Linked DNA regions of Rattus norvegicus: region 2 is linked to region 1. A link is a contact called in public Hi-C data. All regions are on one chromosome and are shown on one strand. The core of a region is the stretch at or near the end of the contact, and the rest is flanking DNA. Distances in the headings are between cores, read along the strand shown. Region 1 has its middle 41 kb from the start of Plin2. Region 2 holds the start of Dennd4c (DENN domain containing 4C).

Evidence for each region. Hi-C and Micro-C count contacts between places; a contact is called where the count stands out from the background.
Region 2: a Hi-C map of the A7r5 cell line shows a contact between it and region 1, with 2.7 times the contacts expected there. The contact joins the promoter of Dennd4c here to the enhancer-like site in region 1. A contact is called at or near these places in 5 of 12 Hi-C or Micro-C datasets (the A7r5 cell line, the Rat2 cell line, Schwann cells and 2 more).

What each region holds. Positions count from the first base shown.
Region 1 is chr5:106,266,719-106,272,356 of GRCr8, reverse strand. No RefSeq gene overlaps it. Among named protein-coding and RNA genes, the nearest start is that of Plin2, 41 kb to the right of the region's middle. Within about 2 kb of position 2,931, at least 5 of the 93 cell types and tissues checked have an H3K27ac peak or open chromatin away from gene starts, as enhancers often do. A contact at or near this core is called in the A7r5 cell line, where this site is marked.
Region 2 is chr5:106,316,987-106,321,949 of GRCr8, reverse strand. Dennd4c (DENN domain containing 4C) reads right to left here and starts at 3,579. Exons shown (of 33, transcript NM_001427785.1): 1 at 3,308-3,579. It overlaps LOC134486947 (a long non-coding RNA gene), which reads left to right and starts at 3,858. Exons shown (of 2, transcript XR_010066542.1): 1 at 3,858-3,994.

The DNA of each region.
Region 1 (5,638 bases), core at 1,682-4,181:
TTCTTGTTTGTTTGATATAGGGTCTCTCTATTTAGTCCTCACTGTCCTGAAACGTTGCTGGTTGCCCTGTAGACTATGTAGACCAGGCTGGCCTCCTACTTGCAGAGATGTGATTGCCTCTGCTTTCTGAGGGCTGGGATCATACCTGTGTGCACATGCTCAACTCACCGTTTCGCAGAAACTAAACTCAGCTAAGCCAGCATTCACAAGCAACCATGAGTAACTATATCCAAAATAGAGATTTTTAAGTCACCAGATACCCCAGCATTTGGAAGACTGAGTCAAAAGGATTGTCATTGAGGAGACCCTGTCTCAAAAAACTCAAAATAAAAACTCCACACACATACACAATTAAATACACAGGTACACACACGTGAGCATGCTAAGCAACAAAGCTCGAAAGCAAGCAAGCAAGCAAGCAGGCTAAGAGTGTGCTGGGTGTGTGTTTTAAAAAAGATAAGGGGAGAAGGAATGTTTGGTGGACCTGTCCTCAGGCATAAAGCAAGAGGGCGCCTCCTAGGGCCCATGCTGAGGCATCCCTTCCCCTGAGGGCATGGGGAGGGGAGTTGAGAGGGTAGTAGAGACAGAGAAAGCCAGAGAGAGAGAGAGAGAGAGAGAGAGAGAGAGAGAGAGAGAGAGAGAGAGAGAGAGAGAGAGAGAGAGAGCAAGCAGCCCCTTTTACAGTGAGTAAGGCATACTGGCTGTTGCCAGGTAACTGTGGGGCAGAGCTTAGACACACCTGGCTGTTGCCAGGTAACTGTGAAGTGGAGTTTAGACAAAATGCTAACTAACACTAGGGACAGAGGACCACAGTATTTAAGCCTCCCCTGTCTCCAACTGGGTGGCAATAATATTCTCTTTGTAGCATTGATTTAAAAAGAGAGTAGGGTTGGGGATTTAGCTCAGTGGTAGAGCGCTTGCCTAGGAAGTGCAAGGCCCTGGCTTCAGTCCCCAGCTCCAAGAAAAAAAAAAAAAAGAGAGTAAGGTAAATTTTTTAAAATTACACTTGTTTATTGTTCTTGTATATATGCACTTTAAAAAAATATTTCATTTTTATTGTCCCCGTGTGTGTGTGTGTGTGTGTGTGTGTGTGTGTGTGTGTGTGTGTGTAGTGGGCAGCGGCATGCGTGTGAGTGTAGGTGTCTACGAAAGTCAAACTCAGTCCCTCTGAAGCACAGTTACAGGTGGTCGTGAGCTTCTAGATGCGGATGCTGGGAACCAATATCTTGTCCTCTGCAAGAGCTGTCTGTACATGATCTTAATTGCTAAGCCATCTTTCAGTCCTATCTTTTTGGTGTTTTGTTTTGTTTTGCAGCCCTAGTTGGCCTGAACTCACTATGTAGGCCCGGCTAACTTCAAACTCACAGAGGTTTGCCTACCTAGGCCTCCCATGTGGTGGGATTAAGAGCCTTGAACCCAGTTGAACAAACACGTGGGAAGGTCAGAGGCCAACTTTTGGGAATTAGTTTTTTCCTTCTGCCATGTGGGCCCTGGGGAGTCAAACTTGAGTGGTTAGGCTTGGCAGTGAGCACCTTTATCCACTAAGCTACCTCACTGGCCCACAAGGCTGATTTTAAAGAGCATTGGGACCCTAGATATAGAGTATAATACGTAATGGCTCAGTGGGTAAAGTATTTGCCTCACAAGCATGAAGAGTTGAGTTCTCACTCATAAAAATGTTAGGCATAGTGGTGCTTGCTTGCTCCCAGTACTGGGGAGGCAGAGACTAGAAAATGTCTGGGGTTTACTGGCTATCAAGTCTAGCACACAGATGTACGCAAACCTGTACATAAATGCCTTTTAAAAAGTTCAACATCAGTGGAACAGAATGCTTAAGAACCTCAAAGCCAGCTGGGCAGTGGTGGTAACAATCCTTTAAACCCAGCATTTGTAGGCAGAGAGGCATGTGGATCTCTGAATTTGAGGCCAGCCTGGTCTATAGGGTGAGTTCCAGGACAGACAGGACTAGTACACAGAGAAACACTGTCTTGAAAAAGCAAAAAGGAAATGAAAAGAAAGGAAAGGGAAGGGAAGGGAAGGGAAGGGAAGGGAAGGGAAGGAAAGGAAAGGAAAGGAAAGGAAAGGAAAGGAAAGGAAAGGAAAGGAAAGACCCTAAAACCTGTTATAAATAATAAACCATCCACTTTGGCTTGGACTTGCAGATCTCAACTCCCCACCTTTGGTGCTGCACCAAAGGAGGTTTTGGTGCCTTCAGGAGGCTAAGCATGCCAACTTCCCTGAGCAAAACCTCTGGTCCCATCCGACAGCTTCAAACAGTTTCACAAAGAACACATGGCACAGAGGCTGAAGACATGGCTGGGTTCAGTTCCTGGGTTCAGTTCCCAGCACCTACATGGCAGCTCATACATACCTGTTATGTCAGTTCCAGGGGATTCAGTGCCTTCTTCCAACATGCATAGGAACCAGGTATGCACATCATATACAGACATATGTGCAGACAAAACATTCACTAACACACATAAAGTATTATTTTTTAAGAAACACTGTCAGCACTGTAGAGGAACAGAATCAATGGTGTGTGTGTGTGTGTGTAAAATTTATATATATAGAGATGTGTGAATTTATTAGGTCAGCATATGTTAAAATAGCAACCACAGCTAAATAACACCAAGGACCAGCCTCGGCTTGGAGAGGGCATCTGAGGAAGGGGCGACTTTAGTGAAGTCAAATTGTGGGTCCAAGCTGACAACCTGTGTTCTGAGTGAGACAGCTTTCCTGATCTTCTCTGTTCTGCTCTGCCTGGAGATCTCCAGTCAGCTCTTTATGTTCTGCTCCAGACACTTCTCAAGCAGTTCTCCTTTGCTATTCTAAAAAATTCTCTGGATAACTCATGTCCTGCAGATCATAAGCCCAGTCTTTTATTTTTACGTCATGAAGTCATTAGCATTAGCAGAAAGAACTTTCCTTGGAGGAGGAATGTAAAATATGTACATTGTTATTCAAACGAGCCTTACCCTCAGCAGCCACCTCCAGGGCCCTGTCTGCTGACACTGCCCCAGGGGCAGGAGCCTTGTCATTCTGTCCCTACCAAGGCCTTGCTGGTCATGGCAAAATAATACCTGACAGGCTGAGAAACAAATACTTTCTCAGTCCACAGGCTGGGAACCTCAGCAGTCCCAATCTGAGCCAAAATCTTTTTTTTTCTTCTTCTTCTTTTTTTCTTCTTTCTTTTTTTTTCCGGAGCTGGGACCGAACCCAGGGCCTTGCGCTCGCTAGGCAAGCACTCTTCCGCTGAGCTAAATCCCCAACCCCCTGAGCCAAAATCTTGGAAGGTTCCTAAAAAGCTACTAGTTCTAGGGAACACTGAAACCAGAAAACCCTGGTTCTAATAGCGAGGGATCAGCAGCACCACAGGGTGAGTTGGCTTGGAGGAGAGGCTAGCAATCTTCCTTCCTCCATGCCTCTTTGATCTGGACTGCTACCAGAAAGTGCTGCCCACTATCAGTGTGGGTTTCCATGTCAATCTCGGCAATCTGGACAGTTCGGCAGGCCTGGCTCCCTGCTCAGAGGACTCAAATTTGTGCCCTGTTGCCAGGAAAACAACCCACAATGCAGCACAGGTAGCTAAAATTATTTTATGGCATAAAGATGTGTGGGTTTTACAATTAGCTGACAGTTTGTTTTAGCATAGTCAGTGCTTGTCCTAAGAAAGTTTTTATCCAAAAGCAATATTAACTTAGCTTTTGTGGTACTATACACTGATAATCCCCACATTCAAGAGCCCGAGACAAGAATGTCATGAATTGGGAACCAGTTTCGGTTACACAGTAAGTTTCAGGCTAGCCTTGGCTACGAAGTAAGACCATCTTAAAAAAAAAAAGCACCAACCAAATATGATGGTAATCATAGTATTCAGAAGCTAAGTAAAGAATTACCATGAATTGGAGACTAGCCTGGGCTATATAATGATTTCTAGGCCAACCTGGACTACAATGTGTGATCTTATATATAAAAATAAAAACCCGGACTGGAGAGATGGCTCAGTGGTTGGGAGCACTGTCTGCTCTTCCGGAGGTCCTGAGTTCGGTTCCCAGCGACCACATGGTGGCTCACAGCCATTTATAACAGGATCCGATGCCCTCTTCTGGTGTGACTGAGGACAGCTAGAGTGTACTCATATTCATTAAGTAAATAAAATCATTTAAAAAAAATAAAAAAATAAAAAATAAAAACCCAAAAACCAAAAAAGAGCTCCAATGATATTGCCCAATATCTTCATGAGTCATTCATTAATTATACTATATATTGATAAATTATAGTAGTGAATTGTGTAATTTATTTATATATGTTTATGTTTATTCCATGGACTTAGATGTTCTGCCTACTTGAATGCATGCATAAGTATTATCCCTGCTATCAGATACCACATAGATGCTGGGAACCTAAGGTTTGTCCTCTGTGAGAGCAGCAAATGATCACAAACTCTGAGCCATTTCTCCTGCCTCTAGTATCTTTTAATGAGTATAAACTTTATTGCATTTTATACTAACAAGTATTGTTAGAGAAGTCATTTTTTGTTTTTCCAGAGTTGCTTGCTTTTTTCTTTTGAATTAATTTATTTATTAAATTTAAGCACACTGTAGCTGTCTTCAGACTCACCAAAAGAGGGCATCGGATCTCATTACAGATGGTTGTGAGCCACCATGTGATTGCTGGGATTTGAACTCAAGACCTCTGGAAGAGCAGTCAGTGCTCTTAACCACTGAGCCATCTCTCCAACCCCCTGCTGTGGGATGATGTCATCACGCAGGTGTAGGCAGGTACAAGATAGAACGAGGCCTGTCATTGGATGAGAAGGAAGGTTGGGCAGGAGAAAAGTTTGAGAGAGAAGGGACAGGCAGAGTAGCTGTGGAGAGACGACATGGAGGCTGACGTTAAGGTTACACGATGAACCTTTACAGGTTGTTATGAATGTTCTTAAGGGATGGATGGTACTGGGCTTTGTATGTTTAGGTGGGCAACTATACCTTATCAATTAGATCAAAGGTTATTGTGTTGTGTGTTCTTTCATGTGGCGATTTGACTTTGGGAGAGTGTGGCGGCTAGAGAGTCTGGCCCTCCATGGAGTTGGGATGTGTGCTCTGACAAGATTATCTAGCAGATGTCTTGGGGCACTGTGGGGCCGGACCTAGGGGGGGGATAAAAGACAGCTTTTATTTTTTATATTTTTACAACACCCTGTTTTTGCTTTTTTTAAGACATGATGTCATGTATCACAGGGTGGTCTCAAACTCACAGAAATAGGCCTGCCTCTGCCTCCTGAGTGCTGGGATTACAGGGTATACCATGCCCAGTTATCTTGTCCCTCTGCTGGCCTTCTTCTGGCTTACAAGCATCTGACTTGGAAACTGCATGGAGTTGAGAAGTACACAAGTGAGGTGGGAATGGGGGCTGCAGCAATGACTCAGTGGCTAAGAGCACTTGAAGCTCTTGCAGAGGACCTGGGTTCAGTTCCCAGAACCTACATGTTGGCTTATAAACATCTGCACATCTAGTTCCAGGGTTCTTTACTGACCTCCAAGGGCACCAGAGATGCATGTACAATACATGCACACAAACAGGTATAAACATAAAATAAATATGTCTTTTTTCTAAAGAAATGAGGTGAGGTATCGCT
Region 2 (4,963 bases), core at 2,330-4,829, 49 kb before region 1:
ATCAAAAGACAACTTGCAGGAGTCACATTGCTCCTACCATACGGGGCCTAGGGATCAAACTCAGATCATTAGGGTTGGTAACAAGTGCCGTACATGCTCAGCTGTCTCAGTGACCCTTATTTTGTTTTCTGAGACAGGATCTTAAGTAGCCAGGCTGGCCTCAACCTCACTCTAAAGCTCAAGCTAGTCTTGATTCTTCCTCCTGTTGCCACCTTCTAACTACTGGGGATTACAGGCATGTGAATTCACGCCCAACTATTTGATTCCATTTATTGTTACTCATTTTAGTGTAGGGTCACTAAATTTCTAAACTACATATGTGAGCTGGAGGTATGTATGACTTAGTGGTTGAGGGAATGTTCATTATGCATAAGGCTGAGTTCAACCTAAAAACTCATAGTAACATAAAGAAGTTATGAGTGAGAATTACACTGCCTCTCCTCCACAGCAGCAACCCAAGCAGATCCAATCTGAAGAAGGAAGTACCGACAGGCTTCTCAGCAAACACTATGAATGCACTCGGGGGAAAAAGAAAATAAATGTAAGAGCAATTGGAGGTAAAATGAAAGGCTGAGCAGACCACAGTGAGGATGACCTGCAAGCCCTGCACTTGGGAATAGGAGGCAGAAGAGTTTAAGTCATCCTCAGCTGTGTAGTAAGTTCGAGGTTACCTAGGCATTTACCTCTTGCAGCATTTAAGACAACAGCAAGCACAGCATGTTCCAGGCTTACCTAAACTATATACCAGGACTTTGTACCAAAAAAAAAAAAAAAAAGGCAGGTAGGCATGCCTTTAGTCCCACACTAAGGCAAAAGCAGGAGGGTTATAAAAATTCAAGGCCTTCTTCCCACAAATACTCTTATAAATCTTAAATAATATAAGTATCTAAATTTGCAATTCCTTATACCATGATCCTAAAAAACCTCTTTTACTAGGTTATCATACAGGACACTCTTCCCTGTTTTTCAACTCTCTGTTTGGTGCTCTGTTTTGTTTCTTCTAAACAAGGTGTCACCATTTAACCCAAGCTGACTGACATGGAATGATGAGTATGAAGGCTGGCCTCGCTTCTACACAGTCACCCTGCCTCCACCTTCCAAGTGCTGGGGGGAGTACAGGTATGCAACACCACACCTGGCTTCCCAAAGTTTAACTGGTAAAGACACTTCCCATTCCACCCAGGTGTCCCATTGCTATAAATCTATAAAACTGACAATCTGGTATGGCTTGTGCACCACAGTCCTTAAAAGGGTAACATTTTAATTCATGCATTATGAAAACTTGTGTCCTCATTTTCTGCAAGCATTTTCTACTAGAAATTCGAGTTATAACAGGCACTCTGTTTTCAAATCAGAGCAGGCGGACGAGGGAGACAACTTGCCACTGACTCAGCTGCTTTCTTTTTCCCTTTACAACCTGTACTTAAGGTTCAAGAACAAGGTGAAAACGTAACTTTCAACGTGAGCAGCAAAGCCAATACGGTATTTGTCTTAGCAGGGAACACCAATGAAAATATGAGATGCTTCTGTCTTAATTGGCAAACACACAAAAAAGCGAAGGTGCCTTGTCATTATTTACCATGCAAAACTCTTCATGCATAAGTTACAAACTGCCTTTTACTACAGATGCTTAGCGTGTTTCCTTAGAAAGATCTGCAGCCCAAATAACCATCCAAATCTGCCATCCTCAACTGTCACAGCCTACACAACACAGCACTTCCTTGTGATTTAAAACATTTGGTTTTAAGAATAGTCTCCACCCACAACTTTTCCACAAATCTCTTCAGCTACAAGTAGCTCAAGTTTACACTGCAAAACACTGTATTTATTCCAACAGGATGCACTCATTTACAAACTACACAGGAGTAAATTACTAAAATGCAAAACATCAACATTTCTGACACATCGTTTCTATTATTCAAATAAGCAAACAATTATACTCCAACCAAGGTACTGTTGGCCAAAAATCAAATGACATGGGATCATTTCACTAAAGCCGGTAATAAAGACGATTAGACCCCTTAATCTCAATCCATTGCTTTATAAGTAGCAAAGAGTCAGAGGAGTGGACCGAATAGCAGAAAACCTTTTGCTACTAACTAAAAAACAATTCAAAGCAGCCCAGTAAGAAGCAGGTCATGTTCATGAGCACAGATCTAAGATTATGTCTGAGATTTCTGAGTTCCCAGTCTTACATCAAGAAGGCAGTTTGCCAACTTTTAACATTAATATTGAGAACAGAGCAGAAAATATAGAGGGTTTTTAATGGTCATAATGACTGTGGTACAAAAAAAAAAAGGTTTCCTTTTGCAATTCTTTTTTAAACAGAAAAGTCACATAATGAGTTCAAGATTTAAGTTAGTTTAGTATATATTCATGATTATCAAATCAAATGTTTACTGAAAACCTGGCACCAGGACATTACACCTAAGGATCTTTTCTACCTTCTCCTTGGAAGCATGGAGATAGACGGCAATACCTATTTCTAGGGTTAACTGGACTCGAGTTTGCACACAATTAAGTAGCCTCAGTATGTCAGCTACTCAGACTACAGTGCATGACCTCTCTAGATACAATCGCACAGCAAGTTGAGCTTTCAGTACGGGGGAATGACACCTTCTCTCACATTTGCTCAAGTAACTACGGTAACTGCCCTAAATTTTCCCGTGTGAAACCAACAAATTTTGAGGGAAAGAAAGAGAGGGGGCATTTTAAAAACTGGGTCATTCCTTATTTGTTCTTTCCAAGCACATTCTTCGTGAGGAAAGGGCCTACGAATCACAAAAAAGGGAGCGGGAAGTCGTGACAGCATCTCCAATGCTTTAAAGTTGCGGCTCTTACAAGAGTCAGCACTAGGGGCTCATTACTTGGCTTTATTTGGGTTTAGTCACTCCGGAGCTGAATGGAGCCTTCCTATAAGTTATCCCCAACAAAGTAGCCCTAAACATCAGCCACGGTCCGGCAGAGGAGGAAATGCCCTGGATTCACCTGCGGCACCTGCCTGCACCCCGGTACCTCCACCTCCGCAGCGTCCGCGGATCCTTACGCTCCACCCCAGCCGCCACCGCTCAGCACCCCACCGGCCTAGTTCCCGCTTCACCCCGGCGGCAGAGGCCAGGCCCTGTCCCTGCACTGAGGCGATCCTCAGGAGACCCTCCAGCCGCAGCCTCTCCGCACCGCAGCCCACAAGCTCTGGGGACCTCCGGCCCGCTCGGCGACTAGGCCAGCCGGCCGCTCCCCCCTCCAGCTCTACCTGAGCGGCCTGACTGCGCGGGAGGGAATAGGCAGGGCGGCGGTGCGGACTTACCTGCGCCCGCCCAGTCGGTGACCGAGCCGACACCGTAGCTTCCTGAGGCAAGAAAGCGCCGGCTACGCGGCCTGGACACCCTCGCTGGCAGGGCCGGGACTCCGGTGGCCCCTCTGCGCCTGCGCCTCAGCGCGGCCGGCTCTCCAGGGACACAGCCTGCAGCGAGAGCAACTGCCGACCGAGGGGCTCGCGGGCCGCGAGTGCTGCGGGAGGACGGAGGTCTAGGCGCTGCCCGCGGCGAGACTGTCCCGACTACAGACCGCCATGTTTCTGTTTCCTTTTCTCTTTTGCTTTCCACTCCTTCCGCCCCTTTCCACAGAACACCACTTTCCCTCCCTCTGTCCCTCTCCCTTTCCTTCTGCGGGGGCGGTAGAAAGGACGCGGGGGTGGGGTCCGAGGTCGGACCCGCCCGCTAGGACCACGCCCCCTTGGTTGGGCTCCGCCCAAAGGTTGTCCCACGCCCCCAGACTCCTTCCAAGACTCGCGCTCAGGCCACGCCTCTTCAGTTGCGCTCCGCCCCGTGAGCGCCCTCCTCCTGGCAAAGGGACCCATTCCGGCCGACCTCGGAGCGCTCCTTGGAATCCTGACGCTGGCCTATCGGACCCCGAAGCGAGAGACCGCCAGCTCTCCGGGCGCTAGTTGCAGCCTTACTGTTTGTTCTGCGTTTTTTGCGGTGGCCTGTGGCAGGTGACTACCTAGGCCTCTCAAGGTCGGACTTTCAAAGACTTAGAAAGTGACACAGAATAGCTCAAGGTCAATGGAAAAAAAAAAAAAGCCAAGGGAGACTTGCAGTTTCTCTTTAGTAGAGGCTGGAAGTCCCACCCATAACTGTGTGACCCCAAAGTCTGAGTGACATTGGAGGACTGCCCTTCTCTAAGCTATCCAAAGACCTCTCGGGAGAGGCCTTGGCTGCGTTGGCTTTCTGTACTTCTGCCCAGATTGTGATAACGTCGAACGTGTAACTCTTTAATTTAGATAATCGTAACACGCTGCCTCCCAAAGGTAACTTAGATCGAGAGGTAAACATTCTGAAGCTGAGGTTGTGAGCTTCAGGACAGGGTGCCAAGGATTTAACTCTGGTCCTCAAGAAGAGCAGCAAGTACTCTGAAATACTGAGTCATCTCTTTAGCACCCATTTTTCAGTTTTGCAGGTACAGACGAATGGGGTTGGAGAGTCTTCACTGTAATGCAATTTTGGCAAAATATTTCTGGCTTGTTTTGGTTTGGTTTTGTTTAGTGGAGAGTGAGGGTGTGCAGGGTCTCTCTATTTAGCCCTGGCATTTCCTACAAGTCTTATTTGTAGACGAGGCTGGCTCATTTCATTGCTGAAATTAAAGACTTGTGCCACTACTTGGTGACATTTTTTTAAAGGTATCAAGTTTTCAAGAAACAGAATAGCTTAAAATATGTTAACAACTTTTTTTTTCTCCTGGCAAAAGACGGGTTGGCCCATGACCTGTAGCTGATTGAAATTAGAACTGATGAGATGGGGGTGGGGGTGTAGAACAACAATGACGTATGTGAGCATGTCTTAGTGAAACTTGTTTCTTTGTATGCTGTTTAAAAGTTCATTAAACTATTTTAAAGATTTGTGCAAAACTGGTGAGCACCTGTGTACATATATCATTTTACTGAGAATTGCTCTTTCATTTGCTC